Linked DNA regions of Mus musculus: region 1 is linked to region 2. A link is a contact called in public Hi-C data. All regions are on one chromosome and are shown on one strand. Each heading gives the region's core, a stretch centred on a gene start, on an enhancer-like site or on the middle of the called end of the contact. The rest is flanking DNA. Distances are from core to core; before and after follow the strand shown.

What was found. A called contact is a pair of places that touch in the nucleus more often than the background predicts.
Region 1: a Hi-C map of uterus shows a contact between it and region 2, with 3 times the contacts expected there. The contact joins two enhancer-like sites. A contact is called at or near these places in 1 of 484 Hi-C or Micro-C datasets (uterus), 2 of 115 datasets of contacts at active chromatin or transcription factors (both in embryonic stem cells) and 4 of 9 other capture datasets (adipose tissue, embryonic stem cells, liver and 1 more).

What each region holds. Positions count from the first base shown.
Region 1 is chr2:29,080,771-29,084,166 of GRCm38.p6, forward strand. It overlaps Ttf1 (transcription termination factor, RNA polymerase I), which reads left to right. Exons shown (of 12, transcript NM_009442.2): 9 at 242-307; 10 at 2,763-2,848. Among named protein-coding and RNA genes, the nearest start is that of Ttf1, 22 kb to the left of the region's middle. Within about 2 kb of position 1,536, at least 12 of the 459 cell types and tissues checked have an H3K27ac peak or open chromatin away from gene starts, as enhancers often do. A contact at or near this core is called in uterus, where this site is marked.
Region 2 is chr2:29,192,456-29,196,115 of GRCm38.p6, forward strand. Ntng2 (netrin G2) reads right to left here. Exons shown (of 7, transcript NM_133500.2): 6 at 3,192-3,326; 7 at 2,271-2,598. The coding sequence ends at 2,366. Among named protein-coding and RNA genes, the nearest start is that of Ntng2, 54 kb to the right of the region's middle. Within about 2 kb of position 1,951, at least 114 of the 459 cell types and tissues checked have an H3K27ac peak or open chromatin away from gene starts, as enhancers often do. A contact at or near this core is called in uterus, where this site is marked.

The sequences.
Region 1 (3,396 bases), core at 286-2,785, 110 kb before region 2:
GTGGCTTGAGGAGTAGGCATGAGCACAGTGTACTATTCCTGGGGAGCTGTGTTGAATAGAGACGTGGCTCTTTAGCCTATCTATCTCTATAACTAGTTCTCTGACCTTGGACTAACCTTGGCTGGGACGGACAGTGTAGTTGAGGGACTGGCATGGGGTCAGTGCCCTTGGCTTTGAGGTCTTGGTATTCTCTGAACCTATGGAGGTGGATTTCACTCGACATTTTTACTTTTTCTTACAGGTTGTATGAACTAAATGTGAATGATGCTAATGAAATAGACTGGGAAGATCTTGCTAGCGCCATAGGGTAAGACCACTCATTGAACAGTAAGCTTATTCAATGATAAGAGGTTTCAAAATACTTTGTCTTTATGGTGTGTACATGTATACAAGTATGTGTGTACATGTGTTCAGTGCGTACAGGGAGGTCAGTCTCAGGTTACAGGTTCTGTGGCAGCAGGCACCCAGAGATAACTTTTAGTATGTGGCTCCCTATCACACCTCACCAGGCCTAAAACATGGCGTGTGTGCAATTGTGTACAAGTGCAGGAAAGTGCCTGGAGAGGGATCTCAGTCTGTAGTGTTTGCCTCCGGAGCATAAGGATCTGAGTGCAGTCTCATCGTGTATCAAAGCTGACAGCGACAGGGTGGTGGCACATGCAGCCCAGTGCTAGAGGGGTGGGCACAGATCCAAGGACACACACACACACACACACACACACACACACAAGCTCCAGACTGTCTCAAAAGATTACAGAGACACGATAGAGAATACTTCAGCCTCTGTCCTCCACATACAATACCTTCGCATGCTATGTCATCTCTGCACCTTGTGCTTCACTTTGCTTTGTTTTCTCTGTGCAGGATCTCGCTATGTAGCCCAGGTTGGCCTCAAACTCACCATCTTTCTGCCTTTAACTTCAAAAACCTGGGAACTTTTCAGGGCTAGCTATTCACATCCAGAAGCAGTGGAATGGTGTTGCTGATTGACAAGTGTTCCACAGTCCCTGGAATTCTCGCCTGCAACACTGAAGGAAGTCAGGGCAGGAATTGGAGGCAGGAACAAATGCAGAGGCCAGGAACACTGCTTGCTTAACCTGCCTCCTTATAGCACTCAGGTTCTCCCACATTCAGAAACCTGCCCCACATAGTCCAGTTTGGTGGGGGCATTTCTCCGTTGAGGTTCCCTCTTTGAAAATGTTTCTGGTTTGTGTCAGACATAAAAGTAGCCAGCACAGTTTGACTTTTTTTTGTTGTTTTTGTTTTTTAAATAGAAAATAGGTTACATTGTGCAGAATAAGAGAGGCATGGAAAGGAACAGTGTGAGTAGCCCTCTGACCACAGGAAACCAGCCAGAGAGTTTTCTGGTCCCTTCCCAGAGCATTTGTGCAAGAGGCTACAGACCCTGGAACATGTCCAACCATCAGAACTCACGGTGCCCTGGAACCACATCTGACCATCCGAGCTCACTCTGGCCCTGCACTTTTCTCCTCCACCTGCAGGGTCTCCAGGGACTGCCTTTCAGAGGGCAGCTTTGAGGGCCAGTCTTTTTATAATGGTTCCTGTTTTCATTCTCTCCTCGCTCTCTCTCCCTCTCCTACCCTCTTACTGCTCTGGCTGGCCTGACCTCCCTCCTCCCCCGCCACCCTTCTCTTTGTTATTCTTCTGTTGCTCTGTGAGTTTGTTTTTCAGCTTCTCTAATAAGCTCTGCTTTTTCCTAAGCACTGCTTTATCAACAGCACCTAGTAGTTTTTAACCTTTTATCAGAAGTTTAGACAGATAAAGAAACAGATGAACTATACCCTCCTCAAAATCTGGTCATGTCTGACCAGCTAACTCAGCTTTGTCTGTCTCTTCTGCTTGTTTTCTTTTCTTAGTAAATTATATCTGCTTTATAGCCTTGCTACCCTGCAGGATTTGAAAAGTCTCTGAGTAATTCCATTTGGAAATCAATAATACTGTTTCTAGAAATACATTCTACAGAATCCAACTCTCAGTGTACTTGGAGTGAGTTATGTGCCGAATAACCCACTGTGCTGGCATGCCCATGATTGGAGAGGGACTGAGCATGTGGCCCGCCCGGCTGCCTAGCATACATAGAGCCCTGGGTCCTTCCCCCAGCACCACATAGACTCAGGTGCCAACATCCATGGGTAAAGGCAGTTGTCAGTGTTCTGAGTTGCTCAGGACAATCCAAGTAAGAGGGTCAAGCCTGAATATAATCCTGCTCTAAGGCAGTAGGGAGGTCCAGCCAAGTTGTTTTTTGGGTAAAACAAGTTTCTCATACCAAAGCCCCTAATCTAATCTTTGTGTTTCATGAAGGAACGCAGCAGCAGGCCCTGCAACTTTAATCCTCATTGCTTGTTGTCTGCAGTACCCAGTAATGCAAGACATTCCAGGTGTGCCAGGACTGTCTTGTGACAAAAGTCATGCACAGCTGTGAAGCTCCTTCAGAAATACAACTCTGTAGATAACAGAAAAGAATCACTGTTTTCCACAAAGATTTCTTCAAGGTCAAAGTATTTCTAGAAAACAATTCTTTATCCTGCTGTCTACTCCAGATACAGTGAAAAACAGCTATTTCATTCTAACATTTACCCTAGATACAGCGATTTACTAACTAGGATTGCATTACAGGCAGGAGGATCTGGAGTCATCCCTGGCTGGATAGAATGTCCCAGGCCTGCATATGTGAGACCCCATCATAAAAAGAACTGACAGTATACTCATTGATGTTTTTTTCTTACCTTTCCTTTCTAAAGGGATGTCCCTCCACCTTTTGTTCAGGCAAAATTTTATAAGCTGAAAGCTGCCTGCGTTCCCTTTTGGCAGAAAAAGACTTTTCCAGGTCAGTATACAAATCCTTGTTTAGTTAAGAGTCTAGTGTTGTCCCAGTGTGGTGATCCCAGCAATACAGAGGCAGAGGCATCAGGATCTCTGGGAGTTTGAAGCCAGCCTCTACTATACAGCGTTACCCAAGCCAAATGAGATCCTGTCTCCAGAGTCTCCACCCCTTCAGGCTGAGCCCAGGGCTCTGACAGGTTCTCAGGGCAGTGTGCTGTGCTCTGCTGCCTCATAAAGGTGGTATTCCTGGAGCCACAGGCAGGGGCTCTGTCCTGAAGAGTGTCCTGAAGCGCTGTTGTATACTGTGCAGACACCACCACCTAGCTCACCTCCTCCTTGGGTCCATGACTAGTGCCTCAGTGTCCTTATTGCACAGGTCGATTAGAGGGAGCTGGGGAATTGTATCAGTGAAGCGTTTTTTTGTTTTGTTTTTTATTTATTTATTACATGTAAGTACACTGTAGCTGTCCTCAGACACTCCAGAAAAGGGAGTCAGATCTCATTACGGGTGGTTGTGAGCCACCATGTGGTTGCTGGGATTTGAACTTCGGA
Region 2 (3,660 bases), core at 701-3,200:
CCAATCACCGTGGTTCAAACTCCGATCCTCCTCCACACCCCAGCATCCCAGCCATCTGCAGGAAGGTGGGCTTGCATCAGCTCACTCTCTGTGCCCCATCTGCAGGAAGGTGGAGGCCCACCCCACTCTGGGGAGGTATGTCCCAGGCTTGGGTGTTGGTTTTGTGTGCTGAGCTGGGTGTTTTGGTTTCTCTCTGAATTCAGTGGACTCTGGGGTCTGGCTCTCGAGCCTGGAGGGCCAGAGATTTAGGGCCTGAAACAACGATCTTGGTTCTCACAGCATTTATGCCCCAGTTTCAGAAGTTTGGGCTGCAGCATGCCTGGCTCTTCGCGAAAGCTTCTGCTTACCATCCTAGAGGCACCACGCTCACGCTCAGCCAGCCGGCTCCTGCTTCCACCCATCAGACTGAGTGCCAGGAAGAGAGGCAGGAGAGGAGCTAGGGCCAGGGTTGGGGGAAGGGCTTTTAGGAACTTTCTGGAAGTCCTGTCTGTCATTTCTGCTTATATCTTATGCATTTTGGGGTTCATGTATAGAGCCAGGAACCTGACAGAGGCCACCCTTAGAGCTTGGAACTGACTCCTGAAACCTAAGGCTGGGGATCAGAGCAGAGAGTGGCCAGTAGGGGCAGCATCTGGCCTCAGTCAGTCAACAGTCCATCTTCTGTCCTCCCCTCAGCCCCAAGATAGGGTTTTCCTGTGTAGTGCTGGCTATCCTGACTGTGTAGACCAGGCCTCGAACTCACAGAGATCCACTTGTCTCTGCCTCCTGAGTGCTGGAATTTAAAGGCATGTGCCACTATGTCCAACCTGTCTTCCCTGTCTGATCTCTTAGCTTTGCATCAGAGACTTGAGCAAAGGCCTGGGGACAGCCTAGGCTAGAAAGAGTATCTGGCAGATGGCATACAAGGAGGTGACTCGGGTGGGAACAGGAGGGACAATTAGGAACCAGGACAAGGAGCCATGGGACACTTGGAGACAGAAGAGAGGGAACCGGGCCTCCTGCAACACAAGCAGAGGCAGATACTGAGCTGCACACAGTGGGTCAGCTTTAGTGACCTGTTGGGTCCTCATATATCAAGGTGCCTAGGCAGGCAGATATAATGCCCACCTCAGGGCGCACTGGCCAGGCAGACATCAGCTGGGAGCTCGATGCAACCTCACACGGGATCTGAAGCTCCTGAGCCAACACATTTGTCCCAGACAGCCACAGAGGCAGGTTACAAATCAGCATGGGGTGCAGTAGAATTCCAAGAATTCTCCCTCAGTTATTTTCCTGGGGCTTCCACAGCAGAGACTCTGGATTTGGGGGAGTTGTAGGAAAGGGGTGGGGCACCCCTGTTTGGAGATCCACCTACCAGATGGTGGCCAGCAGCCTGGCTGACGGTAAAATTGGGGGAGCATACAAGGAAAGAACAGACTGGGAAGAGTGGCCCCAATACCGAGTCTTTAAACCTTTTTTGTGGTCTCCTTTCTTTATCCAAACCTTTGGAGTGTCTGTCAACACAGGAAGCAAGCAGGCAGAGGCAGCTGTGAAGTCGCTTTACTGTGGGCTTGTACACCATCAGCCACCCTCAGTGACCACCTCCCACCCGAGTCTGTCCTCACAAGGGACAGTGGATACAAACAAAATAGTTCTCTAGAAAACAAGGTTTCCACCCCTCCCCGCCCTTTGTCCTACCCCTCCCGCAGACAGTGAGTTCTTCTCTCTCCAGGCCTCCTTGGGGACCTGGGGTCTGGTGAGTGCAAAAAAAAAAAAAAAAAAAAAAAAAAAAAAAAAAAAAAAAAAATACAAAAGAGAATCAAGTCAGCGACTAGAGTTGTAGGCAACTGTTTGTTGTTCCGGGTCCGCTGGCTGGTGCTGGCAGCCAGGAACAGGCGCTGGGGTGTGCGCAAGAGTTCTGTGTGTGTATGTGTGTGGCAGGACCTGCGGGTGTTGGGATGAACAGCGTTTCTCCCCAGTCCCTGTCTCGCCGCCAGCAAAAGAAAAGAGGAGGGGAAGGAGGAGGACAGAGAAGAGGAGGAGGCGGAGAAGGAGGAGGAGGAAGAGGAAGAGGAGAAGAACAAGAAGAAGAAGAAGAACAAGAACAAGGACAACAAAAAGAAGAACATGAAGAAGAGAGCAAAGAAAGAAACATGGGAAAATGGAAAAATGATAGAGACATTAAGTCATAAAAAACTGAAATTCGAAGTCCGCCGGGTCAGGGCTCCACAGCGCCCCCTGTGGCCGGCGAGGGCAGTGCCGGGCGGGGCTGGTGAGCGCGGGCAGAGCAGGGAGGGCGGGAGGACTCTGCGAGTAGCACCTGGGAGCAGCTCGGCCGCACCCGTGTCGCCGCCGGGCCAGGGACCCCTGGACCCTTAGAACGGGCTCAGCAGGCCAGACGGGCGGCCAGCCCGAGCAGCAGCAGGCATCCGAGCAGGGTGTCGGGGCGCGGGACGATGCCTGGCGCGCGGTCACAGTCCGGGCCAGCGTCGTCGGCGAGGTCACAGCGGGGCTGCTCACAGCGAATGCCGGTGTAGCCGGGCGGGCAGGCGCAGCGTTGGTTCTGCTGGCAGGTGCCGCCATTCTGGCAGAGCAGCTGGTCATCGTCGCACACATTGGCTGCGGGCCGGAGGGGACAGTTGAGGCAGCTGTGGGGATGGACTGAGCTTCTGCAATAGGGAGCTGGGACAGCCCCCCCCCCCAGGGGGCCGGTACTTAGAACGAACACAGTGAGAAACATCCCTGCAAGGGATGGGACCTGGCTCCTGGCTGTCCCCCGCCATTGACCCCCATTCTCTCCCGTTCCTCCCCGGCAGTGGCGCGGTTCTCTGGAATCAACTGCTATCTGCTGCGTGTACCTGGAGCGGTCTGACAGCCTATGCTCCTCGGGTCTCGCCAAGCCTTCATTTCTTGAGTGCAAACTCCTGCGCTCTCAGCCAACTTTAGTCAGCTCCCCTTCAATCCCTACATCCCCCCCCCCTTTCCTGGCTCCCACTTTCCACGGACTCAGTCCACTGAAGACCGGGCAATGCCCACTCGACCCCCGCCCCCGCCACTTTGAACCCCTACCCTGGTTGCATCAGACCTTTCTCACTGCAGCCACGTGTTCAAAGCCCACCCCCAGCTAACAGCAGGCCCACGTAGGCCCCTCCCACCATGCTGGACCACGCACCCAGCCTAAAGGGTCTGTCTTCAGGGGCCGGTCTACTCACGATAGCATCCTTGGCGCCAGTAGTGTGTAGGAAGGCAGTCGTCGCACTTGGGCCCCACTGCGCCCTCCCTGCACTCGCAGAAGCCTGTCTCATTGCATCGATCGTGCACAGAGCCGATCTGGTTACAGTTACATTCTAGGGGAAACAAGAGCATAGGCCACGTGCAGCCAGAGTGGCCTGTGAACCTACAAATGGGTCCTACCTCAGGCCCAACCTCTATAACCCGCCTTTGTATCCTTCTCAGCTGGGTCTCTTGCTCTCCCTGGCGATGCTCCCCACAAGGCTGGGGGGGGTCCTGGGGAATACTGGCGCATTTACATGGCAAGAGAAGGCTCAGCATAGTTTTTCCTCTCCTGGCATCCAACACTCTAGCTCCACTGTGAGGGCTGAGCCAGCCTCATTGCTCTTTCTGGACAGCTGAAGTGGGGGCTACCAATACCAAGCTATGAGTAAGACAGGTGACAGGTGT